Linked DNA regions of Ovis aries: region 1 is linked to region 2. A link is a contact called in public Hi-C data. All regions are on one chromosome and are shown on one strand. Each heading gives the region's core, a stretch centred on a gene start, on an enhancer-like site or on the middle of the called end of the contact. The rest is flanking DNA. Distances are from core to core; before and after follow the strand shown.

Evidence for each region. A called contact is a pair of places that touch in the nucleus more often than the background predicts.
Region 1: a Hi-C map of muscle shows a contact between it and region 2, with 3 times the contacts expected there. The contact joins the enhancer-like site here to the promoter of RPL10A in region 2. A contact is called at or near these places in 2 of 16 Hi-C or Micro-C datasets (muscle and skin fibroblasts).

Annotation. Positions count from the first base shown.
Region 1 is chr20:9,588,675-9,595,716 of ARS-UI_Ramb_v3.0, forward strand. TULP1 (TUB like protein 1) reads right to left here. Exons shown (of 15, transcript XM_042237051.2): 9 at 5,869-5,874; 10 at 5,606-5,776; 11 at 5,331-5,443; 12 at 4,223-4,334; 13 at 4,044-4,142; 14 at 1,557-1,728. It overlaps LOC132658239 (a long non-coding RNA gene), which reads left to right. Exons shown (of 2, transcript XR_009597557.1): 2 at 2,428-2,720. Among named protein-coding and RNA genes, the nearest start is that of TEAD3, 6.2 kb to the left of the region's middle. Within about 2 kb of position 2,882, at least 3 of the 54 cell types and tissues checked have an H3K27ac peak or open chromatin away from gene starts, as enhancers often do. A contact at or near this core is called in muscle, where this site is marked.
Region 2 is chr20:9,553,412-9,559,680 of ARS-UI_Ramb_v3.0, forward strand. RPL10A (ribosomal protein L10a) reads left to right here and starts at 2,484. Exons shown (of 6, transcript XM_060403113.1): 1 at 2,484-2,519; 2 at 2,881-2,952; 3 at 3,033-3,113; 4 at 3,470-3,618; 5 at 4,299-4,471; 6 at 4,779-4,981. The coding sequence starts at 2,515. The coding sequence ends at 4,949. FANCE (FA complementation group E) reads left to right here. Exons shown (of 10, transcript XM_027958484.3): 10 at 1,021-1,575. The coding sequence ends at 1,122.

The sequences.
Region 1 (7,042 bases), core at 1,632-4,131, 36 kb after region 2:
GGGTTTTTTTTTTTCATATTTATTTTTATTGATTTGGCTGTGCTGAGTCTTAGTGGCTGCATGTCGGACTGAGTACCCTGACCAGGGGTTGAACCTGGGCCCCCTGCACTGGGAGCATGGAGTCTTAGCCACAGGACCACCAGGAAAGTGCCCATAAGTTTGTTTTTTTTTTTTTTACTTTTACTTTTGGCAGAGCCTCGTGGCTTTTAGGCTTCACTTTCAGTAACTTATATGCAGAGTACATCATGAGAAACGCTGGGCTGGAAGAACCACAAGCTGGAATCAAGATTGCTGGGAGAAATATAAATAACCTCAGATATGCAGATGACATCACCCTTATGGCAGAAAGTGAAGAGGAACTCAAAAGCCTCTTGATGAAAGTGAAAGAGGAGAGCGAAAAAGTTGGCTTAAAGCTCAACTTTCAGAAAACTAAGATCATGGCATCTAGTCCCATCACTTCATGGGAAATAGAGGGGGGAACGGTGGAAACAGTGTCAGACTTGATTTTTGGGGGCTCCAAAATCACTGCAGATGGTGACTGCAGCCATGAAATTAAAAGACGCTTACTCCTTGGAAGGAAAGTTATGACCAACCTAGACAGCATATTAAAAAGCAGAGATATTACTTTGCCAACAAAGGTCCATTTAGTCAAGGCTATGCTTTTTCCAGTGTTCATGTATGGATGTGAGAGTTGGACTGTGAAGAAAGCTGAATGCCAAAGAATTGATGCTTTTGAACTGTGGTGTTGGAGAAGACTCTTGAGAGTCCCTTGGACTGCAAGGAGATCCAACCAGTCCATCCTAAAGGAGACCAGTCCTGGGTGTTCATTGGAAGGACTGATGCTGAGGCTGAAACTCCAATACTTTGGCCACCTCATGCGAAGAGCTGACTCATTGGAAAAGACCCTGATGCTGGGAGGGATTGGGGGCAAGAGAAGGGGACGACAGAGGATGAGATGGCTGGATGGCATCACCGACTCGATGCACATGAATTTGGGTGAACTCCGGGCATTGGTGATAGACAGGGAGGCCAGGCGTGCTGCGATTCATGGGGTCGCAAAGAGTTGGACACGACTGAGCGACTGAACTGAACTGAACTGAACTGCAGTATCTTATTTCCCTGACAAGGCCATGGCAGTGAAAGTACCAAGTCCTAACCACTGGACCGCCTGGGAACTCCCTTTCAGTGGTATTTAAACTCTAGTAGCGTAACTGTCCCTTCAACACAGTCTTACCCAGAACAGCCCAGCATCTGCCCAGGCTCTGGTCAGTGCTAGAACGAGGGCCTGAAAAAATGCACCCGAAGACAGCTGCTTGGAATATCTGAGGCTCTTTGAGGGGTACAATGTGAGTGCCCCACAGGAGAGAGTGACCTTCCTGAATGTTCTGGCTCCAGGAATAAAGGCCAGCTCCACTCCAGCACGCGCATGTGTGTGTGTGTGAGAGAGAGACAGAGAGAAGGAGATGGCAGGGGGAGAGAGGAGGGAAAGATCTGAGTGAGGGCTGAGGTCTTGGAGGTGGTGGGAAACAGCCTGGCTTGTGTCCTCAGATACTCACGGTCGTCAGCGTGGACAATCTGGAAGTTCTTGACTGAGGCCTGGGTGACTCGGCCTTGGAAGTTGAGGGTGTAGGAGCCACTGTCTTCATTCCAGATGGGGGGCTTATTGTGCAGCTCGATGAGGCTCTCCAGCGTCTTGTTCTGCCAGCGCACCAGCAGCCCGTCGCTGGCCTGGGGTGTGAGGGGTGGGGCAGTATTAGGGGCAGGACAGTGAGAGCTGGCTGAGATATCTTGGGACTGATGGGGTGGGGCGGTGGCTGGGGACCTGGGGTGCCCTTGTATGTGTGTGCAGCCTGGGTGTCAATAGCCATGGTGGCCAGGGTTTCTTTGAGTACGCCCACGGTATCTGCGGCATCCACCTGGCCAGGGTGTACGTCTGGGAGAATGGGCTTGGCTGTGGGTCGCCAAAGTGGAACGTTGGAAAGTGAAAAGCAGTATCTGCCGCACAGGAGGGGCTTTGTACCATTGGTCCCAAGGGGTCTTAGGCCACACGCGGGCATCTATCACAAGGATGAACCAGATATTCTAGGATTTACAAGGAGCTCAGAGTTGAGCTTCGAGAGATGTACAGGTAAAGAGTAGTTAAACTGTCCTGGAAGAGTTTCTGGAAGGAAGGAGCAGGGTCTGCATGAGACATGTATTTCTTTTCTTGGTTTCTTTGTCCCCTGTTCATGTTCATGGCTTAGAATGAGTCCTCTCAAGATTGTGTCCTCCAAGAAGCCTTCCTAACCCCAGGTGTGATTTAAATGTCTTAGCTCTGAATTTCCTTAACACCTCGCTCTTATGATTTCTCCCACTGCACTGTTATGGACGGAATTAGATACCCTAACAGCAGGCACAGTATTTGACTAATGGCTCTGTGCCTTACAGGTGACAGGGGATGAGATGGTGGGATGACGTCACTGACTCAATGGACATGAGTTTGAGCAAGTTCTGGGAGCTGGTGATGGACAGGGAGGCCTGGCGTGCTGCAGTCCATGGGGTCGCAAAGAGTCGGACATGCCTGAGTGACTGAAGTGAACTGAACTGAACTCTGTGCCTTAGTTTCCCTCATAACAGGGTGTTGTGAAGATTAAATGATTAATAGTGCATGAACTGCTGTTTTGAGCAGTTCCTCGCACAGAGTAAATGTTCAATAAATATCAGATATTGTTTTGATGGTACCTCTTGTATTGATTTTACATCCTCAATACCTGGCCTTAATAAATGATTGCAGAATGAATGAACTGATGATGAAGAGAGATTCAGAGCAGCTCTGGGTGTCAGTTCTTACTAAGCCCAAGCACACGTGGGAGGCACCGCCTTTGGAGGATCTGTGTGTCTATTCCAGGATGGGAGGAGCAGGCGTGGAGCCACCCAGGGCTTGTGCCCCATGGGTTGGCCAGGTCTCTGACTATTCCAGTGTGGCTTTCCAGCAAGGAAGGATGTGTGATCAGCTGACGGGAGTATTCTTTTTCATTGTAAATGAGTAAAGTGACATCACTGTGAGTATGAGACAGGCCAGTCAACCGTCTCTGAAATCCCGGGCTCACTCAGCTTGCGGTGCTGAGGGGCAAAGCGTGGGTCTGACACACTGAAGGAGGCCCCCTCTCTCTGGGGGCAAGCCCTCCATCTTGCCCTACACCTCTCTCACACACACACAAAAACAACCTTTGCTTTTAAAACTATGTCAAATCATATCACTCCTTTGCTCAAAGCCCTGCTGTTCCTGTTTCTCTGAGTAAAAACCAGCTACACAGGCTCACCTGCCCCTCACTCTCACCTCTCTGACCTCATCTTCCTGCAGCCACCCTGGCCACCTTGCTGCTCCTCAAACCCAGCAGGCACTCTCCTGCCTCAGGGCCTTTGCACTGGCTCTTCTCCCTGCCTGCATGATCTTTTCCCAGATATCTGCAGGGTTGCTCCTCACCTCCTTCAAATTTCATCTGCTCAGTGAGACCCAGTCTGACCACTGAATTTAAATCAAAACCTAGACACACATCTCATCTCCTTTCCCTGTTCAACTTTTTCTTTTCCCCTCTACAGTAAATACCACTTTCTAACACACTACGCAATTTACTTACTTATCACAGTCTCTGTCTACCGTCTGTCTCCCTCCACTAGAATGCCAGGTTCATGAGAGTAGATATTCGTTTTGGTGACTGATGTCTGCAGTTGCCTAGACTAATACTTGGTACTCAATGTATGTGTGTTGAATGAATATATGAACGATTGATTTTGATGTACACTAAAAAACAAACACACAAACACAGCTAACCAACCCTATTGTGCTCCTTTCAGTGAGTTCAGTGAAAACCCTCCAAACTGAACCTATCAAGTTGCCAGAATGAATCTGTGACAGGGCGATGGGTGTGCTCCGGGTTGGGTATGGGGTAGGCGGGACACCCCCTCCCCACCCCACAGGGGTTCCCGGAAGTGGGTTACAAGCCGGTAACTAGGGAGCAAGACCCACAGGGAAAGGCGTGTCAGGGAGGTGCGGGGCTCACGTTGCGAGGCCGAATGGGCACCCTTTCGCTGTCGGAATTCATGCCAGGAATGATGACTGTCATGCGCCGGGGACCTCGGAAGCCCAGCACATTGGTTTCCTGGGAAGGAGACGCGCATTAGACCACTCGGCGAGGGAAGGGGCCTATCGCAGGGCACAGGGGACAGAGGGCGCTCTCACATAGATCACGGCTGCCAGCTCCTGCCGAAGGCTCCCTACGTCCGTGCCGCCGCCGCGGTGCGGGTTCTGCCCATTGTCAAAGACAGTAAAGCGGTTCCCCAGGAGGTTGGACCTGCGAGCAGGGTGGAGCTGCGGGCGGGGCTGAGGGGGTTCCACACCCCTTCTTCCAGACCCCTCCTCACAGCCAAGCTTAAGAGCTTTCTGCCTTAAGCATGGGTGTGTCTTAGGACCCTGCCCCTGGTTTTCTGCATTGAAGTCTTTTTAAAAACATGGATCTACAGGGAGACTGGGCAGCTTTCAAACCTCAGCTCTTACTAGCTGTATGACCCCAGGCAAGTGACTTAAACTCTTAGCCTCAACTTCCCCATCTGTAAAATGGGCGTGGTAATAGTATTTACTATCAATTTGTTTGATAAGATTATTGAATGGATTAATATTTGCAAGTTACCTAGAAATACCTCTGACACACAGGTAGGCCTTACATATGTGTTTGGTAAAGACATAAAAAAAAGAAATAAAGCCTGACTTGGGGACTCACTTTCTCCTCATCTCTCAGATTTGTGGTGAGGACTGGATGAGCTATATGGGGAGACATAACACAGGGTAGGTGCTGACTATTTCGTTTGATCAGTTAGTAACTGTTTATTGAATAGCTACTATGTGCCAGGTGCTAGGAATTCAACCATGAACAAGACAGACATAATCCCCCTTTCATGGACTTTATGCCCTACTCCAAGTGAGGTCCCTGGACCAGCAGCATGGGCATCACCCCAGTGCGTCTTAGAAATGCAGAAGCTCACTCCCAGCCCAGACCCTCTGAACCCTTTTTTTTTTGCCTCACCCTGGGGCTTGCAAGATCTCAGTTTCCCAGACCAGGGCCTGAATCCCGGCCACCACAGTGAAAGTCCAGAATCTTATCCTCTAGACCACCAGAGAACTCACTGAACCATTTGAAGAAGATCCCCAAGTGATCTACATGCATCAAAGCGGACAAGTGTCCATGTGTATAGAGAAGCCCGGGGCCGGGGGACAATTCCAGAGTGTCTGAGGTGGGGACACTCTGCACAGCGGGGCAGAGGTGACTGGCCCCCGAGCTTCGCAGCCCCACCTCAGCTTCCCAATGAAATTCTCCCCTCCTCGGGACAGATTGGTGGGGTCACTGGAGATGAGGTAGTTGGCGGTCTTGCTGCGTTTCCGCTTCCTGCCGGCCAAGAGAAACACCTGGGGAGAGGGGCAGCGGAGATGCGCTGGAAGACAGAGGCAAGCGGGAGGGGAGTGCGGGGACGAGAAGGCCCGTTTGCCCCCCAGCCCCCACTCCCATTCTGGCTCTCGCCTCGGTCCGGGTCCCTCCCCTCTCCCTTCTCCCTCCCTCCTCCGACCCACCTTCTTCTCCGTGTCCAGGTGCAGGAAGTAGGAGGGATACAGGCCCCGGTCCATGCCCTTCTTGTCCCGGGTCAGCCGGCAGCGGACCGTCCGGCCCTGGGGGGCAGGCCGAAGCACGAACTCCTGGGGTTCATCCACTTCCACGGGTGGGGATGGGGCCCTGTCCTCCTTCTGAGTCGGGGCAGAGGGTGCGTCAGCCCCAGAGCACCATCTCCCCCAGCCCTCAGCAGGTCCGGACCGGGGAGGCAGGCAGGGCAACTCACCGCTTTCTGCTTGGGGGAGAGAACAGAGGCTGCTCCAATGCTCACCCCAGGCCCCTCAGTCTCCCCCGAAGCTTGCCAGGCTGTGGGGAGCTTTGTGCTTTATTAAAATTCTGTTTAGCTTGTGGTTAAGAGCCAAGGCTCTGGAGTCAGACAGCTTGGGTTCAAATCCTGGTTCCACCACTAACTGTCTATGATGTTTGTTAATTTTTAACAACGCTGTGACTCAGTTCGTTTCATCTGAGAAGTATGCAGGATGGGGGTGGATACCTGGGACAGACCTTAGTTTATATATTTAACAGACACTCATAGAAAGTCTACCGATGTGCCAGGAATTATTCTATGCACTTTCCAAGTATTCCTCTTTGGAATATTATCATTCTTCTTATCTATAACTACTGAGGTGGTTGGTCTCTTTATACAGGTGAAGGAGCTGAGGCTCAGAAAGGCTTAATAACTTGCCCAAATTCACATAGTTAGTAAGAGGTGAAGGTGGATGCTGAATGCTGCCCCGTCTTCTGTTAGATGCATAGCCTGTCGAAAGACCTTCCATACATGGATGCTCTTAGGGAGTAAACTGAGGTGAGGCTGAAGGTTTGGATTTCTGCCTTCTAGGCAGGTGTTACAGAAGTTACAGAAGTGTTAGCTACTATTGTTACTATGCGCATGCAGATGTGCTAAGTCACTTCAGTTGTTCTGACTTTTTGTGACCCTGTGAACCATAGCCCACCAGGCTTCTGTCCATGGGATTCTCCAGGCAAGAATACTAGAGTGGGTTGCTGCTCCCGCCTCCAGGGGATTTCCCTGACCCAGGGATTGAACCCTTGTCTCGCGTCTCCTGCATTGGCAGGTGGGTTCTTTACCACTAGCGCCGCCTGTTAGTTTAGCAGACAGCAAATACCCACTGAATGTAGCAGCCAATCTCCAAGATGGTATTTGTACTCTAGTGTAGGTCCCTCCCACATCGGTCTCTGTGATCAGTGGAATAAGGCTGAAGTGATGGGCGGTCGCTTTCAAAGTTAGGTCATAACTTTCAAAGATATTACAGCTTCTGCCTTGCTCTGCCTCTTGGGCCATTCTTGAACTCTGAGGCAAGTTGGCTACCACATCACAAGGACGCTCAAGGAGCCTCTGGAGAGGCCTCCAGCCAACCACCATGATAATAAGCCAATTTAGA
Region 2 (6,269 bases), core at 1,234-3,733:
GTCTGGTATTCCCATCTCTTTCAGAATTTTCCACAGTTTATTGTGATCCACACAGTCAAAGGCTTTGGCATAGTCAGTAAAGCAGAAATAGATGTTTTTCTGGAACTCTCTTGCTTTTTCCATGATCCAGCAGATGTTGGCAATTTGATCTCTGGTTCCTCTGCCTTTTCTAAAACCAGCTTGAACATCAGGGAGTTCACGGTTCACATATTGCTGAAGCCTGGCTTGGAGAATTTTGACCATTACTTTACTAGCATGTGAGATGAGTGCAATTGTGTGGTAGTTTGAGCATTTTTTGGCATTGCCTTTCTTTGGGATTGGAATGAAAACTGACCTTTTCCAGTCCTATGGCCACTGCTGAGTCTTCCAAATTTGCTGGCATATTGAGTGCAGCACTTTCACAGCATCATCTTTCAGGATTTGAAACAGCTCAACTGGAATTCCATCACCTCCACTAGCTTTGTTCGTAGTGATGCTTTCTAAGGCCCACTTGACTTCACTTTCCAAGATGTCTGGCTCTAGATTAGTGATCACATCATCATGATTATCTGGGTCGTGAAGGTCTTTTTTGTACAGTTCTTCTGTGTATTCTTGCAACCTCTTCTTAATATCTTCTGCTTCTGTTAGGTCCATACCATTTCTGTCCTTTATCAAGCCCATCCATAAGGTTAGAGAGCTAAAATACTAAGCTGATACTTGTCGCCCCTGCTATGCTCCAGGCATCCTTCTAAGCCCTTTATCTATGTTAACTTGGTACTAGTCCTGTGAGAACTAGTCCTATGAGAAGATACTATTATTGGCTCCATTTTATAGATGAGGAAATTGAGACGCAGTAACTTGCCCAAGGTCACATCCCCTGGTCATGGTAGTATCTAATGGAAGTTAGATTTCTCAGGGAGTCATCTCCAATTGTCCTTGGGTCCTGGATTTCTCTCTTCTAACTAACAGAGCCCAGGGGCAGGATAGGGGAGAGGAGGGATCAGCTGCTGAAGTCCTGACATGATTCTTCCTTCTCTCCAGATCACTGAGCCCCAGAGGCTGGGCCTGGCTGCAGCTGTGGAACTCAACACCACTTTCCTGAGGAAGTCCCTGCAGGCTGCCCTGAGACATCTGACTCCCTGACTGTCCACCAAAGGACCACCCTCCCGAAGCTCCCTCACCAACTTCCTGAAGGACACTTCTGCCCTCAGCTCCTCACCCTGCCTCTTGCCTGGGGGTCAGGGCTGAACCTGGCCATCCCAGGGATCAACTTCCTCCCTGCTCCAGGCTGCAGAGGGGCTGGCAGGAAGGGTCTGGGGCTAGATGATCTTTATTACCAAGGGCTCCTGACCCTAGGCTCCCTCCTTGTCACTTCTGGGGGCAGACACCATAAGATAGGCCTCAGCAGGGTCATAGCAGACCCAGAGTGGACAATGATGACACTCCAGGAGCCCCAGGGACATGTGTTCAGAACGGATCTCTTGTGCTCAAGTGTATATGTGATGATCCTCTGTGTTCTTGTTTCTGACTTGAATAATTTATCAATGGTATTTCATTAAAAAAAAAAAAAAGAGGTTCAATAATGTCTTATTAGTAGCAGTGCCTGTCTTCCTACTAACTCCCCACCCCCTGCCCCATTCTGCTCAGTGACAGGTGGCATCTTTCTCCTTGTGGGGCAGGTGGTAGGGTTCTGAGGTTCATTCATGTTCTGTGGGCCAGATCATGTGTGATACCACTCACCCGAGCCCTGTCAGAGCGGTCTGTGGAGTGGGTGAGACTGGGCATGCGACACTGCGGGAGAGGGGCTTGAGGGCGGGAGTGACTCAGCCTGGAGTTGGGGAAGGCTTTGGGGCAGATGATGGCCTTTGAGGAGGGATCTGAAGGGCTCCTGGGGTTACGGTGAGCAGACAAGACGAGGCCTGCTGGACAGAAGAGGCAGAGTGTGCAATATTGTGGGCAGGTCTGTCCTACATCTCTATATTCCCACAGCACTTAGCGAGGCGCCTTGCTCATGTTCCTGAATCAACTGTCAGGTGTAAGTCCATCACAAAACCTTCCTTGAGGCCTCCCCGCCTCAGGCTCTGAGCGGCCAAGAAAGAAACTTTTAGTAAAGCCTGCTTTTGAGACGTGAAACAGGTTCGCAAGGCAGGAGGAAGTGCGCGCCGGAGGTATAAGAGACAAAAACGGTGGGGTCTGTCTGCATCCTCTCAGCGGCTGTCAAGGGTGCGATGCCCAGCAGTGTGACTACTGCAGTTCGAGCCCTGGCCTTAGCCTCTTCCCTAAGGGCGTGGCAGAGGCTGGTGCCACGGGGCGCGCGGCTGGGGTCTTCCCAAGCGAGTCTAGCGGTGCAGGGCACGGCAGCTGCGCCCCTTAGTGGCCGCAGATGGCGGCGCTCCCCGGGATTGAGCCACCAGACTAACTACACTGAGGAGAAAAGCCGCGGGAACAGTCATCTCTCGCGAGAACAAGGATCCTATTTGGGCGCATGCGCGAGCAGCGTTTCTCTCTTTTCCGGTTATCGCGGCGTAGGGAACTATGAGGTTGGTGTCACTTAGTCGTGCTATCCACGTTCATCCGCGCTTCTGGGCGCCCCCGTGGGGAAGGAAACATTGCGGGCAGAAGCCCCGGGAGTTCTTGCCCCTGCTTCGTTGAGGTGCATTTCTTGTCAGGCTTCGGCCTGCGGGCCTGGCGTTCGAGTTGGGGCGCCAAGGCCGGTCTCCAGTAGGGTCGATCCCTCTTCCCCGGGGTTGGTCCTTGGGCCCGAGTCGCCCCACTCTGGTGTCCAGAAGCCCCCGGGGAGTAATCCCTAGGCCCTCCCGCGCCCAAGGCTCCTGACACCGCCGGGGGTTGGTGCCCGGCTACCGGGCTCTGACCGCTCGTCTTGCTTGTTTCTTGCAGCAGCAAAGTCTCCCGCGACACCCTCTACGAGGCGGTGCGGGAAGTCCTGCACGGGAACCAGCGCAAGCGCAGAAAGTAAGCGCCGGCCTCGGGGAGAGCAGCTTTGGGGAAAGCCGCTGGAGGCTTGTTATAACTTTGTTAACATTTTTTTTAAGGTTTTTGGAGACGGTGGAGCTTCAGATCAGCCTGAAGAACTATGACCCTCAAAAGGACAAACGTTTCTCGGGCACCGTCAGGTTGGCACCGTTCCGATCCCACCCAGCCCTCAGTGCCCCCGCGCTGCCCCGTCTCCTCCCTTGTGGCTCCAGTGGAGCTCGAGGCAGCCGGGCACGTGCGGCACTGAAGTGCCCGGGTAGTTCAGACCCCCTGCTCCGCGCAGGCGTGGCTGGACGGACCCCCACCCTGGGTCTTAAAAGAAGAGGGGAGGCGTGGGGAGGCTTTGGCCGAACCCGCCGGCTAGTTTGAGAAGCCAGACTAGCTGTTGGTGAATGTGGACGGCTCTGGGTAAGGCTCAGTAGTCCCAGACCCCTTCACCTTCAGCCTCGGTAGCCTAGGGCTGGACGTGACCTATCCTGTCCCCCCCAAAATGCAGGCTTAAGTCCACTCCCCGCCCCAAGTTCTCCGTGTGTGTTTTGGGGGACCAGCAGCATTGTGATGAGGCCAAGGCTGTGGATATCCCCCACATGGACATCGAGGCACTGAAAAAACTCAACAAGAATAAGAAACTGGTCAAGAAGCTGGGTGAGTGTGCCTGGTGTGGTTTCATAGGTGGGGCAGAGTGATGGCAGATCTCTTGGGAGTGGTAGAATATAGGGGTATTTCTGCTGTTCGGGTTTTAAAATGATGAAGGGGTAGAGTCATGACCAAGTACCTGCTGTGCTTGGCCAACTGGAAATTGAAACTTAGCCATGTAAAAATTCGTGTGTTTTTTGCTTTGAGGGTTATTTTTAAGGGAAGAAGACCAGGTAGTGGTTCTTTGCTAAGCAGGTGAGCTCTTGTCAAATTGACAGGTCAGGTGCTAGTGCCTTCTGGGTTGGAATTTCTATTTAGAGCTCCTGTTGTTTCATTTTAATCTTTATGCTGTATGATTGGAGTGTTTACCCAGATGGACAGGTTCTTCAGTTGGGTGGCTAGAAAGTAGGAAGGTGGGATTTGAAACCGGGCGGTCTTAGAGTGAGCCTTTTTCATTGCAACATGGATTGTGAGTCAGCGTGCACTTTGCAACCTGGTTTCATGTGGATGTTTGGCCAGTAAAAGTCCAGAGGATGGAGCTTGCACTGCCTGGAGGAGGATGCAAAAGACTTGGTAGCTGTGGAAAGGGTAGAATGCTGATGGGAGGCCACTTCTGTGGTTGGGTCACAGAGCTCTGTTTCAGAGTTGTCTTGAGAGGCCAGGTCCTAATGGCTTTTTCTCTCTACCAGCCAAGAAATATGATGCCTTTTTGGCTTCAGAGTCTCTGATCAAGCAGATCCCCCGAATCCTGGGCCCAGGCCTGAACAAGGCTGGCAAGTTCCCTTCCTTGCTGACCCACAATGAGAACATGGTGGCCAAAGTTGATGAAGTGAAGTCCACGATCAAGTTCCAGATGAAGAAGGTGCGGTGGTCTGGCTGGTTGCATAGATTAAACAGTGGTGATGGTGGCAGGGCCCTGCAGTTTACCCACGTTCTCTTGAGTGGAAGCCCTGGTTTGCATTTCTGTGGATTCTTGAGACTTGGAACAGTCACTTTACAGGATTGAAGATTTTCAAATAGCTCTGGTCTTCTAGGTCTGAGGGCAAAGCACTGCTTATTAGGGCACTGGAAGGGGGAGGAATGGGCCATCTGGCTTGTAGATGAACCCACTCTCCACAGTTGGTTTCTTTGAATCAGGCCACCAACCTGATTTGACCTTCTCCCCACAGGTGCTGTGTCTGGCAGTGGCTGTTGGCCACGTGAAGATGACAGATGATGAGCTTGTGTACAACATCCACTTAGCTGTCAACTTCCTGGTATCATTGCTCAAGAAAAATTGGCAGAACGTCAGGGCCTTGTACATTAAGAGCACCATGGGCAAGCCCCAGCGTCTGTACTAAGGCACAGCTTAATAAACCATACTAAACCATCAGCAGTGTCTTCTGCGGCTTTGGGAAGGAAGGGAGGTGCTTTGCTACCCTGCACTGATGAGCCAGTGGTGGGTAGTCATTTACTGCAAATAAGGCAAGGCCTTTCTGCCCTCAAAATCATGGAGCAATGCTGAAACTTCTTAAAACAACCTTTATCTACTTGTGTACAAGGTGTTAAGTGGCTAAGTCGTGTCCAAACCCTTTGAGACCCCAGGGACTGCAGCATGCCAGGCTTCCCTGTCCACCATCTCCTGCAGCTTGCTCAAACTCATGGCCATTGAGTTGGTGATGCCATCCAACCATCTCTTCCTCTCACCCACTTCTGCCCTCAGTCTTTCCTAGCATCAGGGTATTAACCAGAGGGATTTGTCATTTTAGCTTGTGAATGAGTGAATTCGCTTAGTTGTGTCCCACTCTACTACCCCATGGACTGTAGACTACCAGGCTCCTCCATCCATGGGATTTTCGAAGCAAGGATGCTGGAGTGGGTTGCCATTTCCTTCTCCAGGGGATCTTCCCAACCCAGGGATTGAAACCAGGTCTCTCTCATTGTAGGCAGACACTTCACCATCTGAGCCACCAGGGAAGTCCTGTCATTTTAGCTTATAGGTTGTAAGTATTACACCTAATCATCTGATAAGCATTTAATTTTGGTTCTCAATGTGGTAGTCCTGACTTGCTCCACCTAGGCCTGTTGAACAGTGTTCCCAGTAGGTATGGAGGGGGAAAAGCTGGCTACAGCTCAATTTTGCTGAAAGGAAACAAGTTTTATTCCTAGTATGGGGTTGGCCAAAAGGTTCACTCTGGGTTAAGCTGGCACAGAAAAAAAAGGACTTCCTATAACTCAGATGGTAAAGAATCTTCCTGCAATTCCTGGATCAGGAAGATCCCCTGGAGAAGGAAGTGGCAACCCACTCCCAGCATTCTTGCCTGGAAAATTTCTTGGACAGAAAAGCCTGGCAGGCTACAGTCTGTGGGGTCTCAGTTGGACACGACTAAGTGACAGAACAAACGTGGGCCAACTCAAGGAAAATGATTGGGAGCTTACAAACTAAAGTGTTGAGCACATTGAAAGCTGGGAGTTAAGTGATTTAGGGGATTTTCTGAAGCTGTGTGGTTTTTGTTATCCAAAACAATAAAGGTAATACGGGGAGAATTTATGATTTGGTAACTAGAGGAATAGAGTATGAAAGGTAGTTCACAAGTGACTACATCTTCTGTCCTGTCTCTTATAAAGGTGAGTGTAGCAAAAGGTCTGAGAGCGATGAGTTAAGGCCAGCAAGCCTCCCG